Regions from separate parts of the Mus musculus genome. Here region 1 is linked to region 2. A link is a contact called in public HiChIP or PLAC-seq data. All regions are on one chromosome and are shown on one strand. The core of a region is the stretch at or near the end of the contact, and the rest is flanking DNA. Distances in the headings are between cores, read along the strand shown.

What was found. HiChIP or PLAC-seq counts read pairs in DNA pulled down with a chosen protein or histone mark.
Region 1: a RAD21 HiChIP or PLAC-seq map of pro-B cells shows a contact between it and region 2, with 2.8 times the contacts expected there. The contact joins two enhancer-like sites. A contact is called at or near these places in 1 of 15 datasets of contacts at CTCF or cohesin (pro-B cells), 10 of 484 Hi-C or Micro-C datasets (B cells, the Ba/F3 cell line, CD4 T cells and 7 more), 7 of 115 datasets of contacts at active chromatin or transcription factors (CD8 T cells, DN3 thymocytes, the HPC-7 cell line and 4 more) and 1 of 9 other capture datasets (embryonic stem cells).

What each region holds. Positions count from the first base shown.
Region 1 is chr12:77,152,111-77,157,003 of GRCm38.p6, forward strand. The region is part of intron 1 of Gm40446 (a long non-coding RNA gene); the gene reads right to left. Among named protein-coding and RNA genes, the nearest start is that of Gm40446, 37 kb to the right of the region's middle. Within about 2 kb of position 2,166, at least 11 of the 459 cell types and tissues checked have an H3K27ac peak or open chromatin away from gene starts, as enhancers often do. A contact at or near this core is called in pro-B cells, where this site is marked.
Region 2 is chr12:77,058,289-77,063,112 of GRCm38.p6, forward strand. No RefSeq gene overlaps it. Among named protein-coding and RNA genes, the nearest start is that of Gm35189, 5.6 kb to the left of the region's middle. Within about 2 kb of position 2,318, at least 189 of the 459 cell types and tissues checked have an H3K27ac peak or open chromatin away from gene starts, as enhancers often do. A contact at or near this core is called in pro-B cells, where this site is marked.

The DNA of each region.
Region 1 (4,893 bases), core at 916-3,415, 94 kb after region 2:
AGTAGCTCATGCTGGCCTTGAACTCGATGGCTTCCTGGGTCTCACTTGCTATTCTTATCGATGTGTGCTTCCATGTCCCGCTAAGTGCTGGGCATCTCATTGTCTGTGGCAATTACCTTTGGCAGGATGGAGGAGAAAGTGGATTCTCATTTTCTATTTTATATATTGGTGGGGTTTGTTCTGTTTTCACAACAAACTCAAAGGCTACCTTCCATCCTCTCTTTCTGAGTACTTTTTAAGTTAAAAAGTGCATGCTACTGTAACCCAGTGGTATAAACCCCAACAACAGACAGCAGACTGCTCTTTCTCTCTCTCAATCTCTCTCTTACTCTCCTCTATCACCTATTTATCTATCATCTATCTATATATGTATCTATGATGTATCTGTGTATCTATATATGTATCTATCATCTATCTATGTATCTGTGTATGTATGTATGTATCATCTATCTATCATCTATCTTTCATCTATTATCTATGTATCTATGTATGTATCTGTGTATATATATATATGTATCTATCATCTATCTATGTATCTGTGTATGTATGTATGTATGTATGATCTATCTATCATCTATCTTTCATCTATCATCTATCTATCTATCTATCATCTATCTATCTATGTATCTATGTATGTATCTGTGTATCTATATATGTATCTATCATCTATGTATCTGTGTATGTATGTATGTATGATCTATCTATCATCTATCTTTCTGTTTTTTAAGTTAAATGAAGGAGCGCAGTCAGTGTCCTCAGAGACAGAGCACATGTTCTAGGTTCATTTCAAGTGACAGGGCTTAGTGGGTAAGAAAACTGAAAATACACCTGTTAATTAATCATTTAACAAGTTTTTACCTAATGAACTATGTAGCAGGCTTCATCCCAGATACCTGGAGGAGTAACTGAGAAATGTCACTCACTGATCTAAAAGTTACCTTTGAGACATGGCCCGTTCCAGGACGTAAGAGTTTGACAGTAAAAACACACGAAAAAAGCGAAGTACGTAAATCACCTTTGCAATCAATCTTTGTATTGATGGAGGCTTAGTTTATGCTCTCAAAACATCTACGCCATTCTGGGAGCTTCTGAAACGATGTGTTTGTGATTTGCAGACTTTTTTGGGGCATTGGTCTCTTTAAAAGAGGAAAAAGCCAGCCATAGTGGTGCATGCCTATAATCCCAGCACCTGGGCAGTTGAACAGGAAGTTAGTTACCATGCGTTGGGGCCAGCCTGGGCTACATAGTAAGTTCTAAGCCAGCAGAGAAACAGAGAGACAGAGACAGACGCAAGGCTGAGGCCATTAGTCCATGGTAGAGCAAGTGTCTTAGTATGTGTTAGAGAGCCCTGGGTTTGACCCCAAGCAGCACAAAAAGCTGACATGATGGTACCTGCCCGAAGGCCAGCAACTCCAGGAGACAGAAGGGAAAGAATCCCGAGTTCTAGGACAGCTGCATTATGTAGTGAGAACAAAGGCCTAGGAACATAGTAGTAAATTGTGATGGCTTTCACTTGTGGCCTGAACAGAGTGCAGTGTGCGTTGACAAGTGGTGAGGGTGATATTTTTTTCACACCAAATTACTTCACAAAATTTGTTCGCACCTAGCAGGGAGACCATCATGGAGACTAGTGTTTGGAGGTTCTGCCTCCATAGATCTGAGTGTCCTGCTACTTCAGGTGCAGGGACTAGAAATGTGACCCCTAGCTCATCTCTGAGTGACTGCCTGGGATTCCTGACAAAAGCAACAGAAGACAAAGGTTTGGAGGATTTTATTTTGCTTTTCTTTATTGAGAAAACTAAGCAAACACTCTACTATTGAGCTATATCCCTAACCCACCTCTTTTTTTCTTTTTTAATTAAAAAATGAAAAGTGACTCTTTGGGTAGTTTATGGACTTAACAAATACTTAATTGACATTTTATAAGTCATCAGCCCATTTTCTTTTATTAAATGTTCTAAAAGGATACTAGGGATAGAGAATGGGAGAGACCTGGGTCTTGAACCAGCTGTACCTGTGTTAGCCGGTTGACTTCAGAGAAGTGTGCGGAAGGCTTTATCCTTCTGAGTCGAAAAGATGAAAGGCATGGTTTCTGTACCCTGAGAGTACACAGAAAACTGAGCAGGAAACGACATTAGTAAATAGCTACGTCCCTGTGTGACAAAGGCTGCAAATGTCCACTGAGAACAGTCTCAAGGTGAGGCACACAGCTGGGGCTGGGGAACGGCAGGAAGTCTCCTGTGCTCTGGGTTTCAGTTTCTCAGCTGTGCAATGGACTTTTGTGTCTTGGTAAAATACACCAGATTCATACTTCAATTCCAAACGAAGCCCCTGCCGTGGCTTGCACCTATCTATTTGCCAGTAGAAAGGGAAGCATGATAGTTCTCACCATCTTTCTACCTAGGACCCTTGTGAAGCAAGGCTACCCATCACCCACCTCCATCCCCGCTGCCCGCCCCATTTCACATGCATGTCACTTCTTGCCTCCCCATGATGATTTTTCAAGGGTGTGTGTGTGTGTGTGTGTGTGTGTTGGCGATCTAGGATTTCATGCTTGCTAGCTCTACCTCTGAGATGCACCCTCAGCCCACCACATGTGCTTTCTATGTAAAGATGCTAAGCCCACGGAATTGAGAGTTGCTGGATCTGTAGAAGCGGGTTCCAGCTGAGCCCACAGAGCCCACAGAATTACCTGGAGAAGAAAAAGAATAAAGAATAGAGAGTAAAGAGTGGAAGGGAAGGGATCAGAAAAGCTGGAAGCAAATGTTCTCAGCTCCTGAAGCAATCCCAGCCAGGCCTGTGCAGAGATGGGAGGAGCAGAACGCCTAGACAGCCTGGAGGTTTGGGACTATTTGATACTATATGGGGATGAAGAAAAGCCAGCAGAATTCTCTCTTTTTTGCCTTTCTTTTAGCAGTCATATTTGTTTATCAGAAGCTCTGTCTTTTAGGGGACAAAGTCAAGATGAAATTAAGAAAAGAATGCAGACTTCCTAAATAATTAGAGAGCCCGAGCCATGGCTGCAGAAACCCGTGTTCCTGTCAAGGGTACATTTAAACTGCATTTCTCATTCATTAACGTCCATAGTCATTCATTCACTCAGCGATAGCCTTGGGTGGAATACGAATGTCTGGTTCCTGTAAGCATTTCCTGAGCATCCATCCTGTGCCAGACACTGGATTCCATCCTAGAATTAAAAATAAGGTGAGTACAGCTTCGTACCAATGGAGCTTATTGTCTAGTCAATCTGCTAATAGAATGTCTTTATGCTTAGGATATCCTAAGCATTCCACTGAACAGACATTATTCTTGCTTGAGAGTCTGTCAGTTCTCTGGCCTTGTTGGGAGAATAAATCCAGAGGATTTATTCTGGAGTCTTGGCAGTTCAGCTTTGAGCTCACAGTATTTGTGAGTGAGAGAGAAAAATGGTCTGTTTGCCTATCTCTTCCCCACAGGTTTAACAATGCACCTGGCTGGGTCAGGACCATCCACATCGTTCTCCAAGTGAGGTGTTACACATGCACAGTCATTTTTCTGGCTTTCTAAAGAGCTTGATCCAACCCTCCAATTTCCTACCTTTCTCTTCCACCCGTCGTCTTTAATAATTAGGCTGCTTAATAACTGCTGTTGGTGGGGAGGAGGGGAAGGAAGATGGAGATTGCTAGGGCTTACAAGACCCTGGGGAATGTAAGAGCTTCTGTTGCCAGAGCCATCCTGTTCTGAACAACTCCCTGGGCACGTTGCAAGCAAAAAGGCTGCTCTTTCCTGCTCCAGACTTGACTGAGCCTGGTTCATTCAGCACCCAAAGGCCTTGCCAGGGGATCAGCTTTGGTTCCTGTCCCGACTCGTGTTGTTTCCTGATAGCATTTGATCGATATTTTTCAAGTACTCACTGGGTCTGAAAGTCAGCCCAGGTGAGACAGAGTATAAAGAAAGTAGAAGACAACCCAGACAGCTGTGACAACACAGGGAAGCCAGGAAGCCTCGTTCTAGAGCACATGCCTGCTCAAGTGCACTCAGGCGTGGGCTTCAGGACCAGTTATGAGTATCCACCCTGGGGAGTGGAACCAGAGAAAGATGAAGATAGGGATGAAGATGAGTGGGCAGTCAGAGAGACCTACATGTACACTAAGAAGCCACATAATGTGGGGGAGGGATACTGGTTTCACAGTTACACATATGTGGGTTCAGATGCCAGCTGCTCTATTGACTAGCAGATGATCTTAGGTACAACATTTAATATCTCTAGCTTTGAGAGATATTTAGGTTCTTATCATTATAAAATGCAGTCAATAATTTTTTTAAGAGTACCCATTTATTTTGGGGGCTGGATGAATCAGTGGTTAAGAACATTGGCTGCTCTTCCAGAGGACCCGGGTTCAATTCCCAGCACCCACATGGCAGCTCACACTTGTCTGTAGCTCCAGTTCCAGGGTTTTTGACACCCTCACAGACATACATGCATGCAAGACACCAACAAACATAAAATAAAATAAATTATATATGAAAAATATTTATTGTGTGTGTGTTGAGTGTGTATATATGTACCACATGTGTGCAGGGGGCCATGGCAGCCAGAAAAGGACACAGACCCCTTGAAACTGGACTTAACAAGCAGTTGTGAGTCTTTTGGGTACTAGGAACCAAACTCATATCCTCTATAAGATCAGTAAATACTCTTAACCACTGAGCCACGTCTTCAGTCTAGTTAATAATTCTTATCTTTCATAGACAGTTTTGGGAACTGATGATATATTATGTCAAGTTATCTGAATGTACTAGACACTCAGTAAGCAGTATTAAGGCATGGTAAAGAGGCTCTCCTGTGGTTCCAGCCACTCAGGGAGATGGGGGTGGAAGTTTACTTGAGTCTAACACCTGGGCCAATTCATC
Region 2 (4,824 bases), core at 1,068-3,567:
AGACAAACTAATAGAAAAAAGCTAACTGATTAGATGGTGATCCATCCACCCCTCCCAGAAGTCCAGATAACAACTTAGTTTTGGTTTAGTGATGGAGAATGTCAGTTTGATTTCAATTTTTCTTCTGGTCTGTTGAGTCTATACAGAGCTTAGTCCCAAGCGGTAGCCTCCTGTGATGTTCCTGTGACACTCCTGTGATGGTCCTGTGACACTCCTGTGATGTTCTTGTGACACTCCTTTGATAGTCCTGTAACACTCCTGTGATGTTTCTGTGACACTCTCATCCCTGGCTCACTTTTCCCACTTTCTCACTTTGTGGGATCACTGACCAAGCTAACTCCTTGTCCTCAAACCTTTGCCCCAGTGTCTGCTTCGTGTGTACTGGTGGTGGGGATTGAAGCTGAGGCAGTGACTCTGGAGAGCCTGTCTGTCTCTAACAGGAAAACATAAACTACGCTGGCTGAAACTGGCACTCCTCTGTCAATTCAGCTACTGGTGACAGCAGAAATTGTTAACAACTTCCGTTTACTGATAGCTTCCTTGGAAGGGATCATGACCCCATCACGTTCTCCCACACCCTATTCAGAGCAGTCTGAGGGGACTAACTATGCTCCTTTATCTTCTAGTTGAGGAAACAATGACACTGGGGCAGAATCTTAGAAGTTGCTAGTGCCAGAGTTGACATTTGACCTTGGCAAATTTTGTTCTGGAGTGCAAACTCTTGACCACATGATTAACTTTACAAACTATTAACTACTAAACAAGCCAAGGGTCTGGGAAGGCCTGCACAGTTCTTTGTGTGGTTTGTTGAAGCATCTTGGGATGACTGAGATGGTAACATAGGTATGGAGAGAGTTAAGAATTAGAAGTCTGAATCCAAACTACCTACAAACCCAAGGTCCTGGAGCAAACCGTTTCTCAGCTCTTAGCTTAAACTTCATTTCTAATGTGAGGTTCAAATGAAATGAAACCTATGGTTGATTTGGATGCTATAGGGGATACACCACAGCTTCCCACCACCCTTCTCAAGGGAGGGCTTTCCTTAATAACTTCCAGGGCACAGGTCTCTTTCCTTGAAAGAGTTAGCGTATATGGGTATAAGACGTGAATGAAGTAGCATGGTGTAGTTTGCCTGGCCCAGGTTTGCCTGTTTGTTTGTGCAGGACAATAGGCTTGTGTGATGATAGAACTTAGGATCTGATAACTCCAGTTTTTACTTTACTTTTAGTTGCCCCAAGATTCAGTTTTCTGGTCTGTGAAATGAGGAGAATAAAGGGAGACTTTGGAGCGAGTTCAGAGGTACACACAATGTGTTGGTCGAAATGTCATGGTCAGAGTAAGGGGTCTTTATTATTACTCTTGATTTTAGAACAGAAAAACAAACAAACAAACAAACAAACAAACAAACATGCAACCCCACTCAAAGATGTAGAAAGAGAAAAATGGAACCCACTGCCTTTAGGATCCAAGAATAGACTTACTAGCAATCTTCATCTGCTCAATGCAGGGAAGGCAGGGAAGTCCCTTAGTCACAGTTCCTATCTACATTCAGATCACACATCTCACCAAAGAAAAAGATAAAGATGGTGGAAGCCATGGACTGTCATAACCGCATCAACATATCTACAGCAGTGGATGCATACAGAGACTGTACTTAACAAACAAAAGTGAATACTTCCGAATCTCAGAGCAAACAAAATCGGTGCATATTGGGGGTGTGGGGTGTGGGGTAATGTCCCCAGCTGGAGAAGAGTCCGGGTGGCTACTTAGACTCTGCTCAGCAGCCAGGCATGGACTTTGAAAGTAGCTGGTCAGGGGTAGAACTTCAGGCAAGGGGTGGAAAGAAACAGGGAGGGGTGGAGAGAAGGAAGCAAGGACTCCTTACACAGCAGCACGAGGCTGAGGAAGTGATTTCCCCTACCCCGCCCCGCCCAGGGGCTCATGGGAGGGAACCTACTGGTTCCCCAGACTCGTGAGAACTCATGCTTCGGAGGGTCTTATAAGTGCCTTTTGGAAACTCAGCATTTGTTAACTTGTCACCGCATAAAGGCAGGAGAGAAGCCTGACATTTTTCTGACGCCTGAAAGCGAAAGAAGAAAGGGTTCTTACTGTCAGGGCCACATCCTGAATGACAGGGGTCAGTGTGTGCAACCGATCCGTGTGGGCGCAGGCTTCTAATTATTTCCTGGATAACCTGTTATCTATTATCCATCAGGCGCCTTGCCAGAATATGCTAACGTCTCCAGAGTTCCTGCTCTGGAGTCTGAGGAACTTGTTTTCATTTTTAAAGGGGACGCAGGCGTTGAGTGACAGCAGCTGGGTATCACAGTAGAAGGGCTACCCTCTGTTGGGCTTGAGCTGATAGAGAGCAAAGGCTACTAAGGTGTGGGTGGGACGGGTGGGGTCAGAGTGGGGCGCCCGAGGGGGTGAGGGGGCCCAAGCCCCTGGTCAGAAACAAAACATTTTCTCCTCAGGACTCCTTCCCTCAGGCTTCTCTTGGAGACTTGGCTGTAATCAGAAATGTCTGGAAATTTTTTCTGAGAAAGTTGAGTTTTCTTAGGCTGTAGTCATTTGCTGGACAAACACGGAAGCTCTTCAAAGAACCTTCTTCTGGGAGACAGGGAAGGGAGGATCCACACCCAGGCGAGCTATCAACTATCAGTCACACCCTGGCCTATATTTGTACTAAAGCACAAAGAAAAGTCAGCCAGTGGGAGGGGACCACAAATATGGGACATTGTTCTGTTTTCTAAAGATAGCCCTTGTTCATTTATTTAAAATTTGGAAAGTCCAGGAAAAAAAAAAGACTAGAAGTTGATTTCTCAGAGGCCCATTGTCCTTGTTAACATTTTGGCTTAGGATGTACCCCCTTCCGCCATGTTAATTTATACCAACCCTTGAAAGCCAGGACTTTTAAGCTAAAAATATAATGCTTCCCTTTCATTCTTTGGAAGCGTGGGGAGGGCAACGTGTTGTTTAGCGCTGGAGTTTAAGGTCAGAGTTCTGGAACCCTCAGAAGGCCCATGTTGCCAGGCTAAAGGTGAGCCCTGCTTACTCCCCAGGGCCTGGGATGGCTAAAATCCAGGGCCTTTTGTTTCAAACAGAGCAAGGGGGTTAAAAGAGTATTCCAGTTATCAAAAGCCCACAGACATGGGGCCAGCTCTCCACGGAAGCTTCCAGAAAACTAGAGAAGGTGGAACAAAGTTATCGAAGGTTCAGAAATCGGTTGAAAAGGGACAGATGAGGTAATCAGATACTAGGTGGTTCCAGATTTCTGCCATGGAGCAAATTCCAGGCCAGAGCTCAGGCACAGAAAAGCAAGCCAAACTCCAAGCTCTTAGCGGAGCAGACAGGCCAGGAGAGGCCGGGTGGTGGGAATTGGCCTAGCAGAATGTAAGGGAGGCAGGAATTACACAACGCTGTCTCAAAGGTTTGACGGGAACATTCTGCTGAGCACCAGGCTGTATGGGCACGGGATCATAGGCAAGGCTCCAGGAGATGACAGAAAAAGCAGTTTTAGGGGCACTTACAACATTATACTTTTAAAAATTAGGTTCTGAATTTTAAAAGATTTTTACTTTGTATATTCGTTTTGCCTACATGCCTATATGTTTTGCCTACATACGCTTGTGTGTCTGCTGCCTGCAAAGGTCAGAGGAAGGTGTCAGGTCCCCTGCAACTGGAGTCACAGATGATTGTAAGTCAGTCATTGTGTGGATGCTAGGGGTTGTATCTGTGTCTTCTGCAAGAGCAGTCAGTGCCCTTAACTACTGAGCCATCTCTCCAGCCCTAAATAAGTTCCTTTGGACAGAAGAATAGAAATATTTGTTAAAGAAGGCATTGGGTTGCTAAGTAGGTAACTAAGCGGGTTAGAGAGGAACTCTGAGCTTCATGTCTTAAACCTGTTGCTTACAGGAATCTTTCACACTAGTGCAGACTCCTTGAGAGGCCCTCAGAATGTCTGTGAGGTAAAATTGATTGGCATGTATCAACATTATTAGAAAGAAAAGTGAGACTTTGTTTAAACCTTTGTTTGTTTGTTTATTTTGATTTTTTTCGAGACAGGGTTTCTCTGTGTAGCCCTGGCTGTCCTGGAACTCACTTTGTAGACCAGCCTGACCTCGAACTCAGGAATCCACCTGCCTCTGCCTCCCAAGTGCTGGATTTACAGGGTATGTGTACCCCTATGTCAAGCAGTAATAACACTGTTTAAATGGACAAGAAATGATAATATACAAACTTTAATGTGAATACTGGCATTGATAGTTTTGCAAATCTCTTTAGCATCTGGCAGAATAGAATAGCTGAATACTTGTGTCCGTTTTGGGATTCAACACACTGGGACATGTTGTTTCAGTACAAGTATATGGAGAAAAAACTAGTCTCATTCAAATCTAAGATTTGGAAAGAGATAAATAGGGGCTACGGAGACAGTTGATTGGGTAAGAGTGCTTGCTGTGCAAGCAGGAAGACCTGGGTTCTAGTCCCGGAGTCCCCAGAAATGTAACGCACGGCCAGGTGCACTGTAACCCCAGCACTGCAGGGTGGAGAGAGGCAGATGCTGGGGTGCTGCCTGCCTCAACGCAGAGTCTGTGTTCAGCGAGAGGACTCATGTTAAGGTAATGAGGTGGGGAGCAATAGAGGAAGACATCCCATCCTCATCTGGCCTTTACACACACAGATGCACACACATGTATAACACAAACACACACACAGAGATGCACACCAACTCACACTCACACAGAGAGGAACAGGAGAAAGGGGAAATAGTTAAATAGCCTTTCCTGATTTACCAGTTTTCTTTTGATACCACATGAAAACAGA